2 separate regions of the Gossypium raimondii genome follow, and region 1 is linked to region 2. A link is a contact called in public Hi-C data. All regions are on one chromosome and are shown on one strand. The core of a region is the stretch at or near the end of the contact, and the rest is flanking DNA. Distances in the headings are between cores, read along the strand shown.

Region 1 (6,108 bases), core at 3,158-5,657, 97 kb before region 2:
TTTTGAAGCTTCTGAACCAGGACAGTCATAGGAGCAATACTTCCTTCATCAACACTTGAAGGAAGTGCCACACTTATAAATGATTTTAATCGTTTAAGGGCTTGGTGACGAAGCTTGGGCAGGTTTACATCAGAAACTCTCTCCTGCGAGAAGTACCCACAAGAAAAATAGCTTAACAAGGCCGCAACAACACCACTACCAATAAACTCAAATGTGGATACACCATCCCCCTTGCTTAGTTCTGCTAGCATCTCAGAAATCACATCAATCAAGTACTCTTCTTTGCTAGAAGAAAAATCAACCAACCGAGACCCTGAAGCTTTAGATTTTCCTTTTGCCTTAGTCTTTTGATCATCAACACCAGCATTTAATTTCATGCAGAGACTTTTTAAGTGTATAAGATCATCTGTTACTCCAACTTCAACAGCCCCAGGATCAGAGGGGAAATACTTATCTTTAAATGCTTTAGCACATGCACTTACTGCAGCACGAATATTGGAATTGGCTGTAGGAATTTCAATGGTATTAGAAGGTGAGCCAATATTTAAAGAGGCCTGATTTTTGGACTCCTCCACAGAACCTCCTTCAGGATTAGAGTTTCCACTGCGTCGTCTGTAACGCCTGGAACGTGATGACGTTCCAGATACAGAATCATTATCCTTCTCAAGAGGAGATGCTTGGGCAGCAGTGGCATTTTGGTTACCAATTAATACAAGCTGATCTACAGCATGAACAACACCCTCTCTGACAAACATTTTGGAGAAGGTTCCAGGAAGCTTTTCCATGAGGATCTCAGCAATTTGGAGGGAAGGAACCAAGACATGTGGATCTTTCCATGCTAAAACACCAGCCAAGAAGCTACAAAATCAAACAAACAGTAAGTTCCCATAACCAAACATTGCAAGAATATGTAAATTGCTATCTTTTACTTAAGGTGGACACCTTGATATGTTTGTCACACTCAATAAATTCTGAATCATCTCTGCACTGCTGAAGTACATTAGTTTTCCAATAACCGAGAGACATTTATGGCGAACTGGGCCATTGACGCTGGAACCATAGATCTGATAGATAAAATGATAGGACCATAAATACCAACCAAGAGAAAATCACGGTAAAGACAAGAGAATATATGTACCAACAAATCAACAGATAATCAAGGAACTGCCCTCCACAATGAAAACTTACCTGTATGAGAACAGGAAGCAGATCAACTCCAAACTGCTGAAGAAGTTCAGGTTGATCATTCAACAATTTCTCTCGGGCTGAAACTTTGGGAGCATTTTCATCAGAATTTTCTTGCTTGTCAGAGCTGCTAGCAGGAGACTTCATCAAAATAGATCCTTTGACAAACATATTAGAGCTGGCAGGGAGGGAAATTGTTCCTTGTGGCAACGGAGGAAGAAGTTCATTTGCCAGATTGACAATTTCAAAAATCTACACAAGAAGATAAAAATTACAGGACCACCAAGCAGATAGGGGTAATATGCATAAGCTATTGCTAATTTACTATGTCCATGTAAATAATATAAAGTGCAAGAAATAAACAATATATTCAAAACAAGTAACCTATACAAACAAAATGAATGAAATAAAGCACGGATATCTATATGAACATACTCTAAAACTGTGACTTGATACCATACGTCTTAATGGTTATAACAATTTCCCCAGCACTGCTGGTATTAATTTAACATAGGAAAATTATACACATCATATGTACATAGGTATATACAAACAACAGCAAATAACAGCTACCAGCAATTCAGCTTGAATTAAAAACAGTCCAAACGAGTAACCTTAAACCACAATAAAAAAAACCACTTACATGCAAGGTTTACATGAACAGATTCAAAAACTAAGAGTTGGAATTTTGTGTCTAAGGATTATACCGTTCCTCTACCACTGCTTATTTTAATATGGCGATTCGCATGTTACACACATCACATATTCACAGGTATTGGTAAATAACTTGCAATGACAACTAAAACGTTTTCAGCTTTAATTATAACTGTTACCTGCTCTGCTGGTCTGCTTAATGCCGGCGGAACCGATGAGTTGGCAGAAATGCCAGAACCTGATAGTATATCTTTAAGTATGCCACTTATCCCAAGCAGAAGTAAAGTTTTAGCTCCTAAAGGAGACCCACTTGCACATGTTGAAAGCAGTCGAATTAAGCCCTGAATTCAAAAACTCAATTGTCAAGATGTTGCACATTAAAATGCATTGGCATATAGATAAGTAAAAGAGCAACATGGATTCACCGTATATGTCGGTGTGCTTAATGATGCCTGCCCACCTCCAGAGTTACTTGTAGAAATGAGAGATGCAGCTTGAGTAACCAGTCCATGATTGCATAGCTCATCTAATTTATCCGGGGATGATGCAAAGGCATCGGCAATGCGAGTCAAACAAACAGAAGCATGCTCCAGCACCTATAAACATAACAAAGCATAGGAAATCAAGAAGAAACACAATTTACAACAAAAGAATAGTCAAAAATGTATGTTACAGTTACCTTTGAATCATGATACTGCAACAGATTTGTTAATAGAGGTACAGCTTCCATGACATAATCGGATGCATCTGAAGGGAGTTTCTTGCACATATTTGCAGCAGTAGATAGTGCCACTCGCTAGAACATGGGATTAAACAGAAGAAACACCTTCATACGATTCTAAATTGCGAGAAATCTTCTTATAAATTATTAACAGTCAAAAATTTTCCCATATTAAGTACCTGAACCCCAGTGGAGAAGAAATCCAAGTAGGAAAGAACTGCCATGAGAGCACCAGCTCGCAAACAGGCAGTTGGGTGTTCCTGAGATATCTTCTTCAAAGCTTGGAGAGACTGTTTCCAGCATTTCAAACAGAAAGATAAGAATGCCGACTAGATCAAATCTACAATCTTCAACTTTCTAATTCAAGTCTACAGCTATGAACAATGCAGTAAATTCTTCATTATTAGAAAACCAGAAAACTGAATTTTTTTTGAATGGTTACTTAGAAACAAGCAAATAGGACACAGCTTTCAGATAAATGCTCAAACATCTCAAATTTATCTCCATCTATGGCAACTGGACCCAATTTCTAGTAGAATGAGATTGTCACACTCTAGTTTACAATGAAATACAAGAACTAGCGAGCGATACTCTAATAATAAATTATTTTGAAAGTAACCAAATAAAAACCAACCTGTTCAGCCAAGTCCATATACTCTATAGTGAGCAACCTGGCACAAAAACACGAAACAGCACCATAATGCACCACAGCAGCACATGAAGAAGGCAAAACATCACACAAATGGGTCAGCGCCCTTGCTGCAAGAAGCATAATATCAGGATTACTCTCATGATTAAGCAATCCAACGAGCACGGGAACAAATGAATCCACAGAAAACGTGCTCAAGGACTCCTCAGTCCCAATTGAAAGCATCTCGCAGAGCTGCGTCAACGCCTCCACTTGCTTCCCTTCCTCTCCATCAGCACGCAACCCAGACAGAATCTTCTTCAACCTCCCGCTCTGATGGGAAGAAGATGCAGAACCCATAGCCGATGACGGCAGCAAATCATCAAGCCCGGCACCAAGCTTCCTCAACAAGCCTTGTAACGCGCTGCTTGCTGACGTCAGATTCTGGTGCAAAATCCCTACACCGCCTTCGCTATCATTATCATCGTCATCGCCTCCAGAGGTATCCATAATTAACCCTAAATTTCTCTCAGGGTTGTTAGAATTGTTGTCTCTATTATCCCTATCCCTATCTCTATCCCTATCTCTATCTCTATCTCTATCGCGAGCACTTGGATCACGTTCCTTTTCTTTGCCCCTATCGGAGGCGAGATTTGGACTGTCACTTGTCGTGGTCTGATTAGCTTTGCTGGGACGGCGATCGCGGCGGGAACCAGAGGAAGATTCGGTGGTGGTGGAGTCCATTAAAGCAGCGGCAGCGCGGGAAGTGCGAGAGCGAGGCGTTGTGGTAGTTGCAGCGGCTGGGGATGAGGAAGAAGAGAGACGAGCGCGTTTGTGAGAACGAGTGGTAGGACCAGAGGGGGAAGATGAAGGGGCAGCTGAGGAGGCCTCCGCCCGCTTCCGGCTGCGAGTTTCCATACAAAGGGGACCACCGCCCCTGGTAATCAGACAGCCACCGCGACAAAGATCAGACGATTCCTGATCCAATTGTTCGTTGCATCTCAACGACACCTGATCGAAAACCCTAGAAATAAAATTAGAAGTAATTCACAATTAAAATAAAAGTGAAAAGCTATAATCAACAATCAGGGAAATGAGGCCTTAATCTTAGTTTGGATGATAAATTGGGGGTGAATTTGTGAGGTAGTGGGGTGGAGGTTAAAGGCAAAGAAACCTGAAACCCTCAAGTGAAGAAGGAATAAAGAGGAGGCTTTTTAGTTTTTTTTTTTTTATTTATACATATTATAATATGCATTTGCAATGACTTTTCGTAAAGAAATATTAGGATTAAAATAAGGGTAAACAACACAAAAGTCACTAAATTATTAGTAAATTTATATTTTGAGTACTTAAATTTAAAAAGTAATAAAATAGTTATTAAACTATTTGAAGTTTTCATTTAAGTCAACGGATTGTTAAAATCGCTATTGTATAGCATTTTCTGGTTGCATCGTCTATGTCAATCGAAAGCTCTTTTTCCCCTTCTCTTCTACAATTTAGTTTTTTTTTCATGAAATAGCTTTGAATATTACAAATTTGTGATCCAGAATCCAAATAGTTTTTTTTCTAATTTCTGACATTGACCGTCAGATCGATTTGGATTTAAGGTATATTATTATACTCGTCAATGGGTACTGATTTACCATACCAAATAATCGCTCAAAGCTTAATGTTAAACTTTAAAAAAAATAAAAATGCAATTTAAATGAAAATTTTTAAATAGTTTAATGACTTAAATGAAAATTTTTAAATAATTCAGTGACTATTTTGTATTTTTTGAAGTTAAATGATCAAAATGTAAACTTATTAATAGTTTAGTGATCTTAAGTGTAATTTATCCTTAAAATAAAAGGAAAAAAATGTATACGATTTTTTAGAGAAAAAATAAAGAATATAATAGCTTCCACGACGGTGAATTCTTCTCCGCTTGGAGCGTCTCAATCGGGTTGCTTTAGATATTTGTTTTTATTTTTTTTCTTTTTAAGCTGACTCTATATCCGCATTTAAATTCTTTTTTTTTATTTTGAATTGCATATATTATTCCCTTTTTAACTTTTTTTTTCACTTTTTTATTTATATAATTTTTATCTATAGAAAAAAAATCTATTTTCTATTTTTATTTTATTATTGAATTTTAACTATTAAATCATATTTTATTAAAACTAAAAATACACTTTGTATTTCTCCTCTACTCTTTTCAAATGATAATTTCCTTTTCTTTCAGGTTACGGATTTCGAATGTGTTATTGTAAAGGATATTTTGAATTCTTATGAAATGGTGTCGAGACAAATCATCAATATTCATAAGTCGGGCATTATGTTTAGCTCTAACACTAAGCTTTCAGTTCAAAATTCTATTATGTCGGCTTTGGGAGTGTACAATCTAATTTACTGTGGGCAATATATTAGTCTTCCATCTTTGATTGGGCACAACAAAAGGCAAGTCTTTTCTTTTATAAAATAACACTTAAGCAAGAGAGCTGTCCGTTAGAAAAATAAGTAACGATCACAACAAGGTAAAGAGGTAGTTCTCAAAATTGTAGCTCCGTCAATTCATGTTTATTGTACGAGTGTTTTTTGTTACCTTTGAGAATGTGTAATGAGCTACAGATGATGATGAACTCTTTCTGGTGGGGTTCTAGTGGTAACAATCTAAAAGGCATTCGCTAGTCAGCTTGGGATAAGTTATGTGTGCCTAAGAAGTTTAGAGTTATGGCGTTTGGGGACCTTTATTGCTTTAATTTGGTGATCTTGGGTAAACAAGAAGCTCGACTTATTTCCCATCTAGATAATTTTAGTAGTTGTTACTTCAAGGCTAAATATTATCTAGATGATAACTTTCTAGGGTCAATGGAGGGCATAGCCTTTCATTTGTGTGGCGAAGCCTTCATGCAACAAAGTAACTACTTGGTAGAGGGAC
Region 2 (6,830 bases), core at 3,827-6,326:
TTTTTTTTATCGTCTAAGAAACCCTATAGATCGATCAAAACTCAGGCTTGTCCTTTCCCCTTTTTGGTTAAAAATCAATCCTTGCTCGCCAAAATTTGATAAAAAAGGATCTCTTACATGCGATTGGATCGACTTTTGGCGGCGTAATAAGGTTAGAAATTAAATGGGAGTTTTGTCAACTTTGGGCCCAATTGGATGCGCAGAAGCCTGTACGTCGGGGTATATTTATTTCAACGGATGGGAATGTAAGGGTTTGGATCTCCTTTTAAGTACGAAAATTTGGTGACCTTTTGTTTTGGTTGTGGGAGAATGAGACATTGGGTACAAGAATGTGATTTGATCCCGTTGGGGGAAAGGGAGGAAGTGAGCTAAGATTTCCCGTATTCAGTTGCGCTAAGGGCTGAAACTTCGTTGCTTGGAAAGGAAAGTTTGCAATTCAATTTTTCCACTAAAAATAAATGTGTGAGTGCTTTTAAATAGGGAATATTGAGCTATCGAAGATAGGTGAAGGAGGTGAAGGTGGAGGAAACCCTACGGTACAGTTTCCGGCGACGGTTCACCATTCAGTTGACGATAGGGCTTTGGGAGAGTTTTTTAGCAAATATAGTTACTGATAATTTGAGGCGCGATTTGGGGGATTCTAATATGGTTTCCTCACCATTGATTGAGGGAATTAGCACTAAATTGAGGGATTCTTTTGAGTCAATTGTTGCAGATGTAGGGATGGACTTTGAAATTGGGGAAGGTCAGCTTGGAAAATCAGGCTATATGGAGGGTAAAAGTGAGAATGCAAAGAAAGTTCGGTGGAAGAGGATAGCATGGGGGTGATGGCTACACAATGAGAGGAAGTGAATGATGGGAAAAAAGGGGAGTTAGGTTCGAATAAGGACAATGAAAATGATGAATTTCTGCCTGATGGGGAAGGTAACAAAAAATTAAAATTCAGGAATGAAGAACCTGTAGTGTCGATGCTTCCGGATGCTGAAAGGACTACTTTGGAGTATCATTCTACTCTTTTTATAATTGGACCGAGGCCTGCTACGAGGCAAGCTGACTGAGCACAATAAAAACTTTATGTTGGAATGTTTGTGGACTGGGGAATCCAAGGACGATTAGAAGGCTTCGACACGTGAGAAACAGATGGCAATAATTAGAAGCAGATGAGGGTTCGTTAATGGGATTGATGTATCGGTAGTAGGTACTCATGGAGGATTATGCCTGGCATGAAAGGATTCGATCGTAATTACTCTACGTAGTTTCTCAAAAAACCATGTGGATGTAGTGGTCAAAGAAGCGGATGAAGCTTGGGAATAGAGGTTCAGTGGGTTCTATGGGGCTCCGTGTGCAAGTAATAGAGAAGATTCGTGGAACATCCTCAAAAGTTTAGGGAGGATCCAATGGCTTGTTTGTGGGGATTTTCATGAGATAAATATTTTTTTTTTGAGAAAATTAGGGGTGCTCCCAAAAATGAATGACGAATGGAGTTGTTCAAGAATGTTCTAGATGAATGCTGCTTAAGAGATGTCGGGTATGCAGGTTAGATAAATAAGTGGCTACGAATGATTGGTTGTGTATGTTTCTGAATGCAAAAATTAAACATTTACCCCATTCTTTTTTCGATCACTGCACGGGAAAAGAACGAATGGAAAGTGAAAAAATTTTGGTTAGAAGCCTGGTGGACGTTTGAGGCTTCGTTTGAAGAAGAGGTAAGAAGGATTTGGGGAATATCCTGGATAAGTTGAGCTGTGTACAAGTCATTCCTAGGAGGAGTTTGATGTCCTTGACACCGTTTAATAATAACAAAGTAGAATTTTATAACGATATTACTAGAAGAACTGAAGAATACGTATCAAAAAAAGGTTACTCTGGTTTCATAAAAGATAATAATTTTGCTAGTAAGCAAGCCCAGCTTAATACCCTAATACTGCTAGGAGTAAAAGGATTTACCACTCTTAGTGATAAAACAGACGAATTAGCTTATAGAATACAAAGCTTAATTAGAATTAAAAGTAAAAACTAAATTAGAAATCTTAGAAAAGAAAATAGAAGGGATAAAACATATCATTGATAGGCAAGCTATAACAGGGAGGATCAATAACACCAGCGATAAACGGAGAAAGGCTTAACGCTAAACTAGAAGCAATTAGCTATTAAGAATAAACTACCATCCACTGAAGTCTCAGAAATAAAATTTGATAGACAATTAATAGCAAAAGATAGTAGAACCTGTATAACAGATTGGATAAACCAAATAGGATCTAATTTAAAAGATACAGCTGTAACAGCGGTAAGATCCATAGAAAGTAGAATTTATCCACAGAAAGGATTAATAATAGACCCAAATTAAAGAATAATAGAAGTTAAGGATGTTTAAGCCATTCAGTGGTTCGAGCGTCACCCTTAAGGGATCCAGCTCTAATGGCCATAACAATAATAATGAAAATAAAAGTATTTTTAGTAAAATCTTTAATACTGGATAAAGTAGAAATATCAGAAACAATAGATATCGATTAAGAGATAGAAAACTTTAAACAACATAATCACAAGTTGCTTAAACCCTAAATATTATATAAACATTCTAAGTTTATAACAAGAACAAGATTAATAAAGAAAATAGAAGAAAAACCACTAAAATGTGGTGATAATGAATATGAAACATTACCCTTCATAAATAGACAAAATTCGAAAGAATTAAATAGTAGTTGGAGTCAAAGGTATGACCAGGACCCAATTAGGTTGTATAAGATAATAGCAACAATGGAAGTAGACATGAACAAAAATCGTGGACTATTTTATTGTGCACCAGACTTTTTCCTAATGACTAAAGGTTATGGGAATATGGAACGAGAAAATTTAGTAATAACATTAGGTATGGTAGGAAAAGCTACCCACAATGCAGATGAGATTTCGGATGTAATTGAGGCAATTGCATCTAAATCCATAAATTTTATAAAAGCTCCAGAATTTAGTCCTGGAAATTAGAGGACATTTTTCAGACGCATAATCAGACATTAATTCCTCAAGCAGGAAGAATTTCATGCGATAATTTTGGAAATCTTTCGGTAGGATTCAATAATTATAAAAATATTGATATATCCTCGACACAATCAGATAGAATTAATGAATATGAAGATTATAAACCAGAATTCAAAGATTTAGAAAAATAGAATACTTTATAACATTAAATGCAGAACAAAGAATTAAATACATAAAAAGAAGAATTCTTAATCTAGAATTGTTTAAAATACTTCATAAAGAAATGATATAGAAGAATCCTTTGATAAGTTCTTCAATAACATACCAAAAGACTTAACGGATCAAGTGTCCGCACCACCTCCTAGAGAGATAATACCAGGACAGACTAGTAATCCAACACCAATGAAGGTAGATACACCAAATAAAAACCCTCATAACACACCATTAAACCCACCTAGAACAGGACCTGCAGTGATACCATATCAATACGAAACAGTACCTCTGATTATAGAGAACCTAAATACCCCTTTAAGAATAAAGGAATTAGAATGGCATTAGAAGTATATGTAGAAGATAATTTGCTAAACTTGACTAAGTATAGTCCCCAGGTTTGGCCAGAAGTTATACATCAATGGAAAACAATCACTGTTAATAATTACTTAGAAAAAAATTTTAAACATACTACAGAAGAAATGGTAAAAATACTTAGAAACAACCTTAGGAAATACAGCCAAGAGAGCTTGGGATAATATCAAAGCCTCTTATGAGAATGAATATAGAGAGCTCTTATCCTTGGGTAATAATCCACAGACTTTATAAATCTTGTTACTAACCTATCAACAGGAAGTGATCCGAATATGCCAACAGTCAGACGCAGTTAGAAAATTAGAACAATTAACTCTTAAGGATTGGACTCATGTAATCCTTTTCCTTAATGATTATATACATTATGCGTCATTAAGTCGGAACATTCATAATGAAGAATTTCACCATAAGCTAATAAGCTACCAGGAGCACAAGGTAGGGAAATAGAAGAACATAAAATATGGAAAACTCTTAATAAAGAACATTATACTTATAATGTAATAACTTTAAGTTATTTTATAATGCAACATCTGAGTAGAAAATGCGATCAGATGGCAATACAACTGTAGATAAAAGGAGGATCATATTCCTTCTGTAAGAATATATATACAGCTCAGTAATACGGGTCAAATTCTTATGAATGCAAACCCAAGAGAAAACCCCATAAGAAACCCAAGAAGATTTATAATAAGCCAAAATACGTAGTCCAAGAACCAAGAGAAAAACCTAAGAAAGTTTGGGCTCGAAAATATGCAGCCCGAAAGCCTTTCTTAAACCCTCGAAAACATGTTAGAAAATACCATCAAAATAGGACTTATAAAGACACTATCTTATGTTTCATATGATACTATATTATTTTCCTAGAAAGCATAAAACCTATAATAGAGAAGCTAAGCTCACTAATAATAGGAATATAGATTTTATTCATATAACTTATAACACGAGCGATACAGAAACCGTATACTCCATGGTTTCAGAAATAGATTATGAAGCCTTAGACATAGAAGAGATTATGAAGCCTTAGACATAGAAGATTTAGAAGAAGTAGAAGAATTTTATAGATATGATTCAAAACTTTCAAGGTTTTGATATAAACCATATGATGAAAGACATACCCGAAACAACCTGTCAACATGACTGGGAACATAACACGGGATCCGATGATAGACAATGTTTTACTTGTCAATGGTTTCCCTCTATAGACCGACGTGCAAAATGTAAAAAATGTAGACTAGGAGCATGTAGAAGATGTTTAACAGAAAAACTTGGCTACGAATGGGTAGAACCAACCTTAGAACAGAAATTAGATAAATTAGAATTAAAATATTTAAAACAAAGAGTAGATGCTCTAGAAACAAGAATAGCTATAATAGAACAAAGGCATCTGGAAGACATAGGAAAGCAGGATAAAGAACATAAAGTACATATGGATAAAATGAGAGCTGCAGTAGCTAGGCTAGATAAAGGCAAAGGCCTGTTAGAAGATCCAGACAATCATGATGACCAAGAACTAGCAGAAATGGCTGAAAATACTAATGGCCCAATATGTAGGCTACCCTCAGTAATAAATGAATGTCTTATTAGTCACTATAAAAATCAACGATAAGTTCATAAAGGTCTAATAGACACAGGTTGCACAACCTCTGAAATAAATGAGAAGTACGTTCCTGATAGGCTTAAAAAGAAGTATAAAAGCCCAAGAAGAGCGACTCTTCTTGATGGATCTATAAGTCAAGTCTATCATTATATAGAAAAGGTCTGTTTGGCAATAGTTGACCAATGTCGGAATAAACAGATAAGAGAATTAAATACTATAAGTCTTAGAGACCTTAGTATGCATGATTATGTAGCGGTCCTTGGATTAGAGTTTAAAGATATGGCTATCTCTGCTCAGAATCAAATACCAACATATAGTATAGACAGAAAACTAATAAATCAGAGTGCGACTGAAAAGCGTGGTGGACCATACCAGTGTCAAGACATTAATAAAGAATTTTCGCATAACGAAATTTTTGAAATAACAGAAGAATTAGAATTGTGTTATATAGAGGAGATATTAGAAGATATCAAGGATAGTAATTAAGGAATTCTTTGTCAAAGGAAAAGACTTAGAACCAATAATAGACGAAGAATTAGAAAATATGCAGAGTAAGTTAGAAAAACTAGAAATAATAGAACATCCATTAAAACATTGGGATAAAAAGAAACCTGAATATAAATTAGAAATCATTAATGATACAAAAGATGTTAGAATGAAAGCAATTCCATGTTCTAACCAAGAGCTTGGATGGTATAAAGAACAAATAGACAAATTAGAAAAGTTAGGCCTAATAAGAAGATCAAAATCAAGAGATAGGAGCGCGACTTTTTTTTGTCAATAATCATAATGAACAGATAAGAAATAAAGCAAGACCAGTCATTAATTATATACATCTGATAACGCCTAAAACATCCCTGGCAAGGATCAGCTAATAATAGCCCAGAAAATCCTAGATATGCCTAAGAAGTTAAAAGGTCTTACACACATCCAAGAAATCTTGGGCCTGCTAAATTATGCAAGACCATTTATAAAGAACCTGTCCAAACTTATAGGTCCAATAACTAATAAAACAAAGAAAACGGACTTAGAAGTTTTGTCCCAGAAGATATAAAAACCATGATTAGAATAAAAGAAGAGATTAAGAAAATTCCTAATATGGAAATACCCTTCGGATTATCTGATAATAGAAACAGGTGGTTCGATAGAAGGATGGGGTGCTGCCCTTTATAAGAAAGACAATAAATATGCTTCAAAGTCATCAGAAAAACTTTGTAGATATAATTCAGGAAAGTTTAAAGAAAAAGGAATAGTATCAGGGATAGACGCAGAAGTATTAGCCCTTAGATACGCCTTAGAATCCTTTGAACTTTTTATAATAGGAAGAGAGTGTTTTACTCTTAGAACAGACTGCATAAGTATAGTAAAATACTTTCCTAATATGAAAGAAACAAAGAAAAGATCCTCACTAAATAGATAGAATAAATAGATAAAAAATCCTTTTAGAATACTTTTATAAGTCTAGTATGGTTTTCTTACGTATGGGATACTTAAGTCTAAGTATGGTTATCGGAGTCATTCCTAGGAAAGAGTTTTATAAAGGTTTACAAGTTTGGGCTAAAAGGGTTAAGATGGAAAGGGCTGGGTTAAAATGTCAGTTAACAAGGAAACTGGAGACGCTTATGGACAATGAGAGGGATGATGATAACATAGCTGAACTTATTGATACAAA

Evidence for each region. Hi-C and Micro-C count contacts between places; a contact is called where the count stands out from the background.
Region 1: a Hi-C map of leaf shows a contact between it and region 2, with 2.8 times the contacts expected there. The contact joins the promoter of LOC105785909 here to the enhancer-like site in region 2. A contact is called at or near these places in 2 of 2 Hi-C or Micro-C datasets (both in leaf).

The regions. Positions count from the first base shown.
Region 1 is chr1:42,989,322-42,995,429 of ASM2569854v1, reverse strand. LOC105785909 (E3 ubiquitin-protein ligase UPL3) reads right to left here and starts at 4,407. Exons shown (of 19, transcript XM_012612103.2): 1 at 3,195-4,407; 2 at 2,740-2,850; 3 at 2,519-2,635; 4 at 2,265-2,435; 5 at 2,019-2,180; 6 at 1,189-1,437; 7 at 943-1,064; 8 at 1-858. The coding sequence starts at 4,106.
Region 2 is chr1:42,892,332-42,899,161 of ASM2569854v1, reverse strand. It overlaps the pseudogene LOC105787045. Among protein-coding and RNA genes, the nearest start is that of LOC105785904, 15 kb to the right of the region's middle. Within about 2 kb of position 5,076, the one cell type or tissue checked has open chromatin away from gene starts, as enhancers often do. A contact at or near this core is called in leaf, where this site is marked.